3 separate regions of the Mus musculus genome follow, and regions 2 and 3 are each linked to region 1. A link is a contact called in public Hi-C data. All regions are on one chromosome and are shown on one strand. Each heading gives the region's core, a stretch centred on a gene start, on an enhancer-like site or on the middle of the called end of the contact. The rest is flanking DNA. Distances are from core to core; before and after follow the strand shown.

Region 1 (4,607 bases), core at 919-3,418:
TCTCCCTATTCGGGAGACCCTACTTACAGCCTGTTCAGTAATCAGCACACTGGAGACTTGGGGGAAATTCTCCCACCCCAGGGTTATGTTTCAATTTTCTTCTAGTTCAATTAATTGCAAGCACTTGCCCACTAGGTGGACCCCCAGGGTGTAACACCGGACGCATCATCACCCGGGTCCTGGAGACCGAGCCTCCATCACCTTGTTGAGCTGTTTTTAAGCACCAGGGGGCGCGAATGAGTTGTTTTCCAAGTTGATATCAGAGACATCTTTCACACTTCCTCTGATTTCCAAGTTAGATGACAATGACGGAAGCATAAATGTGGTGGAGGCGCAATGTAAACTGCCCCCGGGAATGAAGACAGGCATCAGATTTCAAAATTCAGTATAAAGAACAGCTTCGTGGGTCACAGCAGTCCGTTCTTCCGCTGTCAGCCTTGGGTGAGTCAGGCAAGTTCAATTTTTTTTTTTTTTTTTTTTTTTTTTTTTTTTTTTTTTTTGTGAAAACGCTATTCCCCGATTCTACCTACTTAGGGATCCTATGACATCAGTAAATTCGAGAAAAGTGGAACCGATTAACCAAATCAAGATTCGTTTACATCAAGGTAGTTAGTTCTTCGGAAAAAAACAAAACAAAAAACAAAAAAAAATCCAAACAAACAAAGTGTAAAGGGGGGAGGGGGTGTTCCCTGAACTGATCAGCACCCGTGAAAGGAGATTTATCCTCTATTGCGTATCTGTGCTATGGGGGCTTTATTGGTTAAGGGGTATTTTACCAGCTAGACTCCATCATTATTGCCCTGTGAAGGCGTCCAAAAGTCCAACGGTGAATGGCATTTAAATCACCACTGGATGTGCCTCGGAGATTATTTGTGGAGTTACTACTGTGTGTCTTGAGTAAATGGAAAGAGATCCACTTGGTGAGATGTTCCGGGTGGGGGTCCCGCACACTCACTCTTTATTTTGGGGTTTGCTTTCTTTGAAAAATGAGAAAGGAGGGGGTTGAGTGAGGGAATCATTCGAGCCCAGGTCCCACAGTCCGAGCTCAAGGACCTTGCCACCTGCCACATTCCGTATTTGGGCAAGCGCGTGCGTCACTGTCAGGAATATGGCTCCCTTTGCCAAGGCCGGCTATAATCTTACGTGTCTGTAAACGCGGGGAGTGTTTGCCACGTTCCTTTACAATAGCCAACCCGATGACTGACTTAAGAACATGCCACCAGATGCTCTGTCTCCCATTTCCTTATGTCTTTTGTACATCCCAGGAATTGGGGAAAGGGGGGTGGGGTGGGGGCTGGCTGGCGTGTTCACTGAGAACCGAAAGGAGAGGAGAACTACCAGTTCAAGATGCTTGGGGAATGCCCTCCGTGGCTTGCTCTAGCCCGAGCACCGAAAGCGGGTAGGTTTCCCAGCCGGGGACACCGAGGCCGCGGACTCTCAGGTCCTCGGAGACAGCCGCCACCTCTCCACGTGGTCGGGGACACAGACCAACCGGGTCTAGCTTGGTTTCCCAACCGTGTTACGCAACAACTTTGTAGGGGTCGTCTTCGCCCTAATTGTGTCGGGAGCGCTGTTTGTGTTACCGTTGCGGCGCTGCCCGGGAGAGGAGCGGGACATTTCAGTAGCCCGGCTGCCGCGCCCCTTTCCCGGTCTCAGAGGGGACCGTGGGCACAAGGAGGCCAAGGTCCCCGCCACGCCCGTGTCCCCATAGCCCTCACCCGGGGTTCTATTGGCAACAGGTAGCCCGGCCCTCTGTGGCTCTCCGGGAAACAAACAAACAAAAAAAGGTGCTGGCACCACGGAGCGAGCGCAGCGACCCGGAGGGCGCGGCCGGCAATGGGCAAAAGGGTCCTGGGCTCCTCTTAGGCGTGCCTCGGGTTGCTCCGCGGTGCGTCCCGTTGCGCAACATAGCGCTCGGCCTGGGTCCCCACGGACAGCGGGTAGCAGCTGCGGCCGCGGCCAGAGAAGGACGCGGACTGCCAGTGGCGCCGCGGCGGAGAGGACGGGGCGGGGCGGGGCGGGGCGGTGGGGAGCCCGCCCCTGTCGGCGCGGCCAGTGGCGGCGGGCCGGGGGCGGGCGCGGGCGCGGCGATTGGGGCGGCCGCCGCCCGTCACGGCGGGGCTGGCGGGCGGCGACGTAGCGCGGCGCTCGGAACTGACCTACTAACACACATCTCTCGGCGCGGCCACGGCGCCCGCGGACCCGGCGCGCCCGCTCGTCTCCCGCGCCGCGCCCTCGCCACCGCCCGCTGAGGGCCCGGCGGAGCTTGAATCGCGCCCCGGCGCCGCCAGCCCGGTTACAGCCGCCCTTTCTTTTCCCCCTCACGGACCAGGGAGCAGAACCACGGTAAGCGCTCCGCCCACCGGCGGCCCCGGGGGCCCTGCTCTGCTCCGTGCCCGCTCTTGGAGCGCGCGGCCGGCGGGCGTAGGGCGCGGGATGCGTGCGGGCGCGGCGCAGGGCTGGCGGGAGGCGGCGAGTGTGCGCGGGGCATGCATTACATAAACTTTTGCTGCCTTGGCAGGAGGGGGGACTCGCCACCTTAAGGTAGCTGCTTTGATTGCAGCGCCCTGGCGCCCGCACGTAGCCCGGGCTGCCGCGCGCTCCCTCCTCCTCCCCGCTATTGCATAATGTCTCCGGATTTCAGGAAAATTGATGTTTCGGTGGCGAAGAGCGCGCCGTGGAGGCGGAGTGGAGGCCGATCCTTTTAGCAGCCAGACGACTTGCCCTGCTCTCCGGGGTCTCTCCGCGCTAGTCCCCAATCCGGGCCAGCTAAGGGGAGGGTTGAGTCTTGATTTGCTTAGGAGGATTGGGAGTACCAACGGTGACGGCAATCGGAGATGCCTGCGCGGCGTTTGTTTGTGTCAGGCGCTGTGTCGGCACCGACGTTTTCCAACCCGTTTGTCGTCACCGTGTTTTACGAGCCCTCGGGAAGGTGGAGGGATGTGTCCTTTCTTACATTGCATAATGGGCCAGCGATGAAACGTGGGCACCGAGGACGAACTGATGTGAGAATGTGCGCGTGTGATTTGTGTGCAATGATTTGGTCATTTTAGCGCAGCGTTGGCTATTAGATCCTTATTGGTACCTCTGTATCGTCCCAAATACGCATATTTTAAAAAACGATTCTATGGAGTTCATTATTAAGAAAGAAGAAATCCTAGTCTTGGACACTAATGCGCGCGGGGGAGGGGGGGCTCCTTAAATGTTCCGAGGTGTTATTTTTAAAACCCGGACGAGCCATTGTGACGTTTGCCTCCCCACTTTTCCCAACTGGAATGCGATGCGTTTCATCAGCCTTTCTTTTTCTTTCTTTCTTTTTTTTTTTTCTCACCTTATCGTCATTGGCTTTTTTTTTTTTTTTTTTAAGACACCACAAGACAAATCATTACTAGATTCCTGGAAATGTGAGGTTATGTAACTGCCGAATTTGCTGGCTGTTGAGCATAGAAAGGGAGCTAATTACGTGATTTTATAATCTTGCCACAAAGAAAGTAGGGCAATCTCAGCGTTGAAGAATGTCACCATCAACAGGGGTTTTGTTGGTTCTTTTAAAGGATATTTTAAGCCGGAAAGTGACGACCGACTAAGCCTTGACATAGCTCATGCTTGCCAAATGTGTGTCTTTTACCCTAAAAGAAATGTACGTCTTTCTAAATATAGCCCTATCACATTTTAACAATCCTGGCCTCAGTGCTATTTCTGGTTTCTCCAGGGCTGTGTGCAAATACGAGCTCAAGGCCATTTGCTGTAGTTTTAACTCCACGCCTTCCAAGACCTCTGATAAGACTGTATTTTTAGGAAGGCATTTCGCAGCACCCAGAGACTGCTGGTGAACGCGGGGGCCCCATTTATCATTTTAAAGGACACTTTGGAGGAACTGCTGCGTTCAGAGGGCAACAGGGAATGGCCAAGTGACACCTTCTTTTCTGGCTTTTGTAAATAACAACGGCTAATGAGGTCAAAAGTATTTATTTCACATCATAATTTCCCCCAGATCAGATATGAGTTATGGGAAGTATATATAGGTTAGTAGATTGTATTTTTGCCTTGTATAACCTAGTTTTATTCTTGGAGATAGAATAATATGGTAAGTATCCGGATATTAAATTTCTTCCCGGATTCTTACTTAGTGTAATGATGTGTGAATATACGTATTTAATAGTGTCTGTGAGATATAGTTTTCTTAGCGTACCATTTACATAATTGAACTACAATATTATTTTAGGGGGCGGAGACATTCTAGATGATGACTCCTGGAACATATTATCCCTATTTTAGCCGTTTTCCAAGACGCTGCAGTTGCAGTAGGCCCCCCAGCAGCAGACCCTGACCCACTTTGCGTGCTGGGCTGGGAGACCCAAGCCTTCAGAGGCGGGGGGCCTGGGGGGACTTTGCAGCGCCACCTTTCATCATGCGTCCTTGCGCCCCTCGCTGGTCCGGGAGACCGGGCACGCGCCTGGCAGTGGCAGGCAGAGACCTCGACCCAAGACGCTCCCCTTGGGCAGCAACTGGACGCGCCTCGCGGTGGCCCGCGCGGCTCCCCGGCCCCTCCCGCATTCCTTTGTTCTGGCGCGGGGGTCCTCGCGGCGCCGAGGCCCCGCTGCGCC
Region 2 (4,607 bases), core at 1,010-3,509, 540 kb after region 1:
AAATCACGAGAGCATGAGCAGGAATTATGACTGTCCTGGCAAGAAGGATATTTTACAGGGAGATGCTGATAATACCAGACTATGGGCATAACACACTTCAAAGAGTTAAATTCTCCCAGGAATCTCATGCGGAGGACCCCCATAAAAGATAGGCTGCAGCCAAGACAATGGTGGGTGGGACCAAGGTCGCTAAGTTATTCATACTTCTGCCTCTGTGTTTAAACCCAAACCTCAGGACAAGACCTTAAAGATGGCGGTGGGACTCGCTGGGCCTCCTTATTTGTTTGTAGTCACGTAGATAACACATTCTTCGAAGCTTCTATTTAGTTTCTTCCTTTTGTGCTCATGCGTCGGTTTTGATTTTATGATTTTTGTTTTAAACCGTAGATACATTGCAGAGCCAAATGGGAAGGTGTGACTTTCCTTCTCTCTGCGTGCAGAAGGAGGAAAAGGAAATGGATGTAGTTGAGCAGATAGCACTGATGGAGAGCAGGTAGGTCCACACGGATCAGTGTTGTGGGTCCTTCCGAGGGAAAGGGATACATTCACTGTAGCATGAAGGTGTTTCTAGCCTGAGGAGCAGAGCCTGCACATCCACAGCGAAAGCCACAATCTCCTCAAATTAATAAAAAAATACAACGGCACAGGGTTATAAATTTTAAAAATGTAAAATATTAGGTTTAAATTTTTTAAAAAATGTGTGTATGCATGTGCATGTGTGCATGTGTGTGCATATGTGTATATGTGTGGGCCTTTGTATTTGCACATGTGAGTGCATATTGCATGCATGTCTGTGTGTATTCATGTGTGTGCATGTGTGTATGTGTATCTATATGCTTATGCATGCACGTGTGTGCATGTGGGTATGTGTGTGGGTGTGCATGCATGTTTCTGTGTGTGCATGTATGTGCACATGTGCATGTGTATGCATGTGTGTGCATGTATGCCATAGCATAACTCAATGGGCTGTGGCTATGGATCTATGGCTCAGTTAATGGAGGGTTTGCCTTAGATTTCACAAGGCATGGGCTTGAACCTTAGCATCACATACACCACGTATGGTGACTCATGACAGTAATCTTAGCACTTGAGAGGCAGAGCTATGAGAATTAGATGTTCATACGTTCACAGTCATCCTCAGTTACATAGAGAGTGGGAGACCAGTTGCAGATATATGATAGCTTTTCTCAAAACAAACCAAAAATAAAAACAACCCTGATTCCCCTTCCCATCCCCATGCAAACCAAACTACAACAAGGAAACCCGTAACACAGAGGGGAGGGCCAAAAGAAGCCTGGACCCCCGTCATCCTAAGAAAAAAGTAATTCCACTTATATGCTACAGTAGCTGCAGTAACATTGCCAAGACACCAGACATCAATGCAGGGAAGCTTCTCTCAGAGAAGTCAGATGTGAGTGTCTAACACAGGGAGGAGTTCAAGTAGGTCACATGTATTGGGTTGCCTGCTTAAAGCAGGTCTCCTCTGGCCCAACTCTTGGTGTTTTCAGGAGGAGGGAGGGGTGAGGGAGGGCTCCCTTTGGACTCAACTCCTATTTTTGTAAAGCATTAATCCTGTTCATGAGGGCTTCACTCTCTCAGTCTAGTCGGGCTCGAATCCCAGCTTCAGAAAGCATCACCACCGAGAATTTCAATTTGGAAACATTTGCAACGGGGACCTGAATGTCAATCACAGCGGTAACCATTGTGTGTGGTTTGCAGAAAGAAGGCTTGAATCTAGGTTCCAGTGGTAAAGGTGTGTGGCTCACAGAGGAAGCAATGGAGAGTGTTTGGAAATGAAATTCAGGCAAAAATCCCTGGCAGCAGCTCTGTCCTGCACCCAGAGGTCAGCAAGAAAGTCTGGAGGAGGGATGAGGCTCTGGTGGTCCAGTGTTCACTTAGCCTGCAGGGAAACAAACTCTGCATCCCCATACTGGATAAACCCGGACTGGTGAATCTCAGAAATCCCGAGCAGGGGGCAGGAGGATCAAGAGTTTAAGTCAATCCTGGTTAAATAAGAGGCTCAAATCAGCTTGGGATACATGAGATTCTGACCTAGAGAGAGAGAGAGAGAGAGAGAGAGAGAGAGAGAGAGAGAGAGAGAGAGAGGAGGGAAAGAGGGAGGGAGGAGAGAAGGAGGGAGGGAGGAGGGATAAGGGATAAGGGATGAGGGAGAGCATAAAGCAGCCTCCTGAGTAGTTGCTGGAGCTCAGAGGGAACCACTAGACCTAAAAATAAGGACCAAACCGAGAGAAGCCCGGGGGCGGTGGGGGGAGAGGGAGGAAGTGGAAGACTGGTAATTTTCTCTTAGTCATAACGGAGCCAACAGATGCTCCGTGAGAGCGCTAGATTCAGAAAGAGGAGTGAGTATAACACGAAGAATTATAAAAAGAACGGCTACAAAAGCAGAATCCATGACTCCCAGAGTCCCCACGGGAGAACCGCAGCTCACACAGCCACACAACACCAACTGAAATAGCTAGTCTAGGTGGGCAGAAGGCAGAAAATAGTGGGGTCTCAGGATGGGGTGATATGTCAAGTCAACTTAGGCGCTCTGTGGCTGAGTAAAATAGAATCATCTCATCTATTAAAAAATACATGATAAAGGAAGCCTGATGGGAAAAAAATGAAGTCAGTAAAAGAGGTAAAAGTAAGGATCATACAATATTTCCCTGGGTGGGGGAGGGGAGCAGACAAGAGGCTCAGGAAAATCAAAACATGGACACATGGGGCTGGGAGATAGCTCAGTGGTTAAGGGCAATGACTCCTTTTCCACAGGATCGGGGTTCAATTCCTAACACCTATATGGTGGCTCACAGCCATTTGTTGTTGAGGAAAGTAGTGATTTACAAGCAAAGATCCTAAAGGCTCAGCAGGCTCCAAAACGAAGACAGTTTTCATAGATGGAAAAGGGAGAGACAAGAGAGAGGGGGAGCTTTGCTTACCCCAAATCTGCATCCATGGAGTTTGTCACCCACCCATCTAGTTATCCCTCTCCGTCCAAAGAATGGGAGGGGCAGGAGGTTTCTGTTGGATTTTCTCGTCCATCTTTCCCGAGTCTTACCTGTGAACAGTCCCATATAGGCATCCACTAAGAGTGCTGTTGACATGCAAGTGAAACTTAAGGTATCGGTGTGATAACCATCAGGTTCTGGTTGTGGCAGTGGGTAGTTCAAGAGGACAGAAGTACAGATTACCGGAAACTCCGGTGTTTTAGCCCTGGAAAGATGGACAAGGAGGCAACACGGTGGGATCCCAGAGGGGAGTTCAAGACCCGCCTCTTGCCCGAGCTAGTATCTCGCCGGCAAGAATTCACTCGGACAACCGGATCCTTCTACGGCAAAGCTTTTATTGCTTCAACATAAGGAAGACCCCGAACCCGGAAAATGGTGCTGCTTATATAGCCCGCAGAGTGACGTTTCAGCACCTGATGTGGCGTGACAGCACCTGATTAGTTGCTTGCCCATCACCCCATTACTACGCCCCGAGATGGACAGTGACTGGGCGTGAATTTACTCTTGCACTTGCGCATAAGGCTTGTTTACTAGTTAGGCGCAGTGGAAGCCAGCGCCGTCTTATAATGGCGATTGCTCAAGGCACAGCTCTCCACACCCGCCACCAGAGACAGACAGCATGACGGCAGGGTGTCTCCAAAGACAACCAGAGCCCAAGTGCTAGAAGGTGGTTCCATCCTTTTATCCCTTGAAGGTGGGTGGTGAGGGCAGGCTTCACAGCCAGAGTCTGCAGCCAGGCTCTCTGGGTGGGAGGCAGGGAAAGAAGTGGGGAGCCGTAAGTAAGTGACTGGTGCCTCTACCTCCCCATAAATACCTTCTGATTTTACCTCACATCCCAGGTGAGAAATTCTGTCTGCCATGCCTGTCAGCATCTGTGGAAGGGGCATACTCCTCCAGTGCCTGTCAGCATCTGTAGGAGGGGTGGGCTCCTCCAGTGCCTGTCATTAGCAGTGACTAGATTCTGAGGTGCTGTCCTGTTCTTACCATTAGTCAGTGGGAGAAGAGTACTTTCTCAGCACCTGGAAACCTCTTGGAGTTGCTCTTCTTTCTCATATGGGTTTAACTGGGCCTGACTATCACCATCTCGAGCTGAACCGCTGCTATTGCCCTGGGTGGCCCTGATTTCTTTTTGGTTTTCCAGCATATTGTAAATAAAGCTAACCTCACAGCTAGGATACTGACTGGGCCAATCCTCTGTAGAGCTTGTGCAGCCAGCAATGACTGCTGTGTGTTCATGAGTGTGATGGCCTTGTCATGCCCAGATGACACTACCACATAACCTGCCCCCCGATCTCTGGCTTTTACTGGCTTTCCCTGTTTTTCTCTGTTATGGTCCTGGAGCCTTGTGGAGGAGTGATACAGAGCTTCATTTAGGATTGAAGACTTGTCAGTCACCATTCTCTGGCATGTATTATTATTATTTTTTTTTTTTACTAACTTCATCTCTGAGTGTAGCAATCATTCTTCAAATATCCAAGGATATAATAGTTTAAAGTAACTACAAATTCAATACATTGCATGATTTTTTTTTCTACCAGGAATTTAGGCAATGCTCTGTTTGGTAGTTCATTCAGCTCATGTGATATGGTGTGATGT
Region 3 (4,607 bases), core at 1,040-3,539, 520 kb after region 1:
TACATGCTTACCAGGAAAGAATCAGTCCCATAAATTATGATGAAACAAATTTTAAGAGCCATTGAGTTGAGAGGCAGTGAGCACCATGATTAAAATCCTTTAAGATACAACCAAATAAAGAATTAGGAAGACATCAAAATTCTAAGTTTTCATGCCCCTTAAAGATAATATTCTTGTGGATTGGTAAAACCATTTTAAAAAGCCAGCACCAGCAACATACTGAGATCCACACCTTAGACCCCATTTGAGAGATGCAGAGTCGCTGGTTAGGGCCCTCTCTTTGGTCCCATTGGGGACCTGGGCTCTTCCCTCGTTTCCACCCATGTCTCCACATGCTTTCCCAGGCTATAGTCTGAACAAAGTGTGTACCACCCAACTGGTAGGGAGAAGGGCAGGCCATCCATTCTTGCCTGGATAGCTTAAGGTGGAGAGCAGGAAGGGGTACAGATCTCTTCTGTCCACACTCACTGTTTGTCAAAGCACAGCCCCGTGGCTACAGGATTGTAAGAGAATAGTACAACTCATCCCCACACAGACAAGGGTTAGGGGAGGGCTAGACAGCTCCTACCACGTAAGAACTGCACACTAGAAAGACTATCATTCTTTTCCCTCTTTTTTTTTTCTTCCCTTGTTAGCTGAATGCTTATCATTTATTCCCGAGTATACCAGAAGCCCAGGCATTGCACTCACAGGACGTTGTCAGAGACTATGTATCCTGCTGTCAGCGGTCAAGAGAAATGACTTTTTAACATGTTTTCTCTTACATATTTTATTTGTTTACTGGGGAGAGGGCTGTGCTGTGCTGCAGTATATGTATATAAATCAGAGAACAACTTGCAGGAGTCAGCTCTCTCTCTCTCTCTCTCTCTCTCTCTCTCTCTCTCTCTCTGACTCTGTCTCTCTCTGTCTGTCTCTCTGTCTCTGTCTCTGTCTCTGTCTCTCTCTCTCTCTCTCTCTCTCTCTCTCTCTCAGCAGGGCACCTTTACTCCATGAGCTATCTATCTGTGTTCATGAGGACTCTGGCAAACCTTATAAAAAGAACCAAACACCCGTGGGTTCGCACAGAGCATAAGCAAGCACTGTCTGTAGATTCAAAATACAAAAAAAGCTATTTTACACATGTGACTTCGGACTGGGGTGTTATTCTAGAAATAGTGATACAGTCTTGTTAATGTGCTGGTGAACTCGCCGTGGTGGTGGTCTGTTGCTCTGGCATGGCACATCCTTAAATTGTAATTCCTTCTTGTTTTACCTCTCCATAGCTTTAATGGGGTCGTTAACGCTGAGTCCTGTTGTTCTCTGAGACCAGCTGCTGCCACCATGGCTAAGGCCAGAGCAACAGAGGGCTTCATGACCTGGGTTGATTCAGAATTCTCACAGCCTACCAGATTTACTTCTCAGGACCAGAATCGTTTCACTTCTTAAGCATTCAAGACAATTGTTTTTCTTTCTTTTTCTTTTTCTTTTTCTTTTTCTTTTTCTTTTTCTTTTTCTTTTTCTCTTTCTCTTTCTCTTTCTCTTTCTCTTTCTCTTCTTTCTCTTTCTCTTTCTCTTTCTCTTTCTCTTCTTTCTCTTTCTCTTTCTCTTTCTCTTTCCTTTTCTTTTTCTTTTTCTTTTTCTAAGTCAGAGACTTAAGGAAGGGTCAAAGCAAATCTCCTGACAGAAAACAGACATAGAAACAAATTGACCAAGACCAGGAGACTTCTGGTGCAAACCCAAATTTGCCCTCTAGCCAGAGTACCCATTTCTGTTGAGCACCTAGAACTTTAGGTTTCATTCTTATGCTTTGAGATGGATCAAACTGCACTGTCCCAACTAGAGATTCATGACATCTTCCTCTGACCTCTAAACACCTCGCCCACGCATCTTCTCATAGACCACGCCCATGAGAGTGTAGAGTATCCCTGACACCTTTAACTCCCCTGAAATCACCATGATCTTACGGTACTTGCCTCTCACGCTGTAGCAGAAGGAAGCTGGATGGTCTCTGAGGAGACAGAACCAGGATGTTACAGCGACCCTGTCTTTCTGTGGGTGTGTATGGAAATTTCCAGAAAGAAAGTCATACCTGCGATGAAGTTCGGCTAGGCTGGTTAGAACTTAATGACTATGGAGGGTTGGAACATTGTTTAGATCCAGAGATAAGTCTGTCCCACCAGAACAGACATCAGGTGCCCTCGGTCTGTATCTGAGCTGACATCATTTCTGGCCATCAGGTAACACCTTAGGGTGTATTCTAGCACAGCACTGGTTTCTCCCAGCCCAGAGGTGAGCCTGTCATCAGATACAATCTATTGCAGCTTCCTGGACTTGACTGCAGCCGCCAGCCTGCTGTCCCCATTCATGTACTGGACAGATGTCCTGACTCATGACTTTCTTCCATTGTCAAACTGCTTTCATGCTGGGACCTGTCATTTGGGATGACTGGAATCCATGCTCCTGGGCCACAGTCTTTCCTAGGAGGCTCAGAATAAAACATCTTTATTCCCTTTGAGATGAGAGCTGTATCCTGCTTGACAATTTGGTCCCCAGTGTGGGACCCTCAGGTCAATTAACTATCACTAGTGAGTCCTCTCCTTAGGCTTGTGTTGGTGAGAGGTTCCTGAGGCCCTGTCTTCCCCTTTGTTTTGAGCTCATGGCTGGGTACCCTCTGCTTAGCTTCAGAGCATTCAGTAAGCTAATTTGTTTGCTAGCATTCCTCACTCCACCTTATCTAACTGTTTCCTTTTCTGTTCATATTGCAACATTGCCTTCCTTAGTATAGAAGTCCTATGAGTGCCTGATCACAAAGATGCTGAATAAATAAGTTTAAAAAGAGATTGTGAAGAGGGGGTTAGAGAAATGGCTCCATTGCTCAAAGCACCTGCTGCCCTTGCAGAAGACACCAGTTTGGTTCCCCAGTTTTCACACCAAAAGGCTCACCGCTGCCTGTAACTGCAGCCCCAAGGGATCTGACACTCTCTCTGGCCTTTGTAGGTATCTAGCACACATATGCACACACACATAAATAAAAATAAAATATGTCTCGAAAGACAGACATTGAGGATAAGAAGTATTTGTCCCCACCAGGGTAGAGGTGTCAGGGAACTCTCCAGAACATGAAATGTCTGTCTAAGGAAACCAAAGATGGAACACTCCATCATTCTGTGAGAAGGAAGCACTGACCCACTGGTGTCCTGAGCTCCTTCATGTTCCTGGAAACATGTAGAAGAATCCCAGGACACAGCAGGGCCAGCCACCCGAGGTGGGTCCTGATAGAGTTGTTCCCATGAGCAGTGTAGAGTGTTGATGCAAAACACGAGCCACTTAAGAAATGGTCCTTAAAAAAACAACACAAAAACAAAAACAAAATTAAGGTGGGCAACAGAAACTCAAGAAAGTTAAAAAAAAAAAAGACTATAGCTAAGTGGCATTAGGCACTCTAGCTGTTTTATGAATGATAATTATGAAAATTCAATTCCTAAGTTTTTTTAAATTGGGGAATATTTAATACTCTCTATTTTTATGCGATTTTGTGTATGCACATGCCAAGCTGAAAGTATCTGGGCTGTAGAGTGGATGAGAGCACATTTAGGAAAAGATGCCATGCAATTGCTAATCTATGAAAAGTGAATACACTGTTGGGAAATGTATCAATTGTGAAGAGGGAGATTAACAAACAGGGTACCAGTAAGGAAACTTCAGATTGTGTTGAAACTAAAAGTAACCCCTAAGCAGCGTATCTTCTCAGCTCCAGTGTGGCAAGAAAGCCAAAGCCAGCACTGGATGCTCACACCAGGCCATAAGAAAGTTTGAAAAAGCTAAAACTGAAAGATAGTATAGACGTGATCAAGTTTTCTTTAATTAAAGTAAAAATTAAAGGCGCCAACAGAAAATCAAACTCTAACTTGGCCGCCGCCAAGTCCAGGAAGACGGTAAGGCTCTTTGTTTAATTTTTAAAATGAAGTCAGAGAACAGAGCTTTAATTTTGAAATTTTATTTTATTTTTATTTACTTATCTTTTTGCATGTTCATGTGCATGCAATGCCCTTGGTGACCAGAAGAGGACAGTGAATCACCTAGATCAGGAGTTATAGATGGTTGTAAGCTCCCAGGTGGGTGCTGGGATTTGAACCTTGGTCCTCTGCTCTGGAAGAGCAGCAAGGGCTCTTAACTACTGAGCCAGATGGGGAATTCAACTCCAGAATTTTATATTTTATCCCTTAGAGAAGCTGATGCTTTTCTTCCACGGCTCCCCAGACCTTCCCCTCTTCTTGAATCAAATCTTTTTATAAAAATATTTTAAAATTTTCATTTAAAAATGTATTATTCGGTATAACTTGAATTTAAATTTTTGACAGGCTTCAAATTGATGGAAATTTATTTAAAATCTTCCCCATGCATTTGGGGTTGGGGTTGGGAGGTCTCTCTGTTTCAGATCCAAATCTTGTAGCAAAAAACAAATTTCTCCCTGCAAGAGAAAAAGAGAGAGAGAGGGAGAGGGAGAGAGAGGGAGAATAAGAGAGAGGGAGAGAGAGAGACAGAGAGAGAGAGAGAGATTGAACTGGATCCACACAATTATATGTCAGTGTTACTATTTATATCACAAATGTTAAACTACAACTCAT

What was found. Hi-C and Micro-C count contacts between places; a contact is called where the count stands out from the background.
Region 2: a Hi-C map of cortical neurons shows a contact between it and region 1, with 6 times the contacts expected there. The contact joins the enhancer-like site here to the promoter of Nfil3 in region 1. A contact is called at or near these places in 2 of 484 Hi-C or Micro-C datasets (both in cortical neurons), 1 of 115 datasets of contacts at active chromatin or transcription factors (pancreatic cancer cells) and 1 of 9 other capture datasets (embryonic stem cells).
Region 3: a contact with region 1 is called in a Hi-C map of trophoblast stem cells, with 1.8 times the contacts expected there. The contact joins the enhancer-like site here to the promoter of Nfil3 in region 1. A contact is called at or near these places in 1 of 39 promoter capture datasets (pre-B cells), 1 of 484 Hi-C or Micro-C datasets (trophoblast stem cells) and 1 of 115 datasets of contacts at active chromatin or transcription factors (pancreatic cancer cells).

The regions. Positions count from the first base shown.
Region 1 is chr13:52,978,600-52,983,206 of GRCm38.p6, reverse strand. It overlaps Nfil3 (nuclear factor, interleukin 3, regulated), which reads left to right and starts at 2,168. Exons shown (of 2, transcript NM_017373.3): 1 at 2,168-2,346.
Region 2 is chr13:52,443,438-52,448,044 of GRCm38.p6, reverse strand. No RefSeq gene overlaps it. Among named protein-coding and RNA genes, the nearest start is that of Diras2, 85 kb to the left of the region's middle. Within about 2 kb of position 2,259, at least 18 of the 459 cell types and tissues checked have an H3K27ac peak or open chromatin away from gene starts, as enhancers often do. A contact at or near this core is called in cortical neurons, where this site is marked.
Region 3 is chr13:52,461,998-52,466,604 of GRCm38.p6, reverse strand. No RefSeq gene overlaps it. Among named protein-coding and RNA genes, the nearest start is that of Diras2, 67 kb to the left of the region's middle. Within about 2 kb of position 2,289, at least 5 of the 459 cell types and tissues checked have an H3K27ac peak or open chromatin away from gene starts, as enhancers often do. A contact at or near this core is called in trophoblast stem cells, where this site is marked.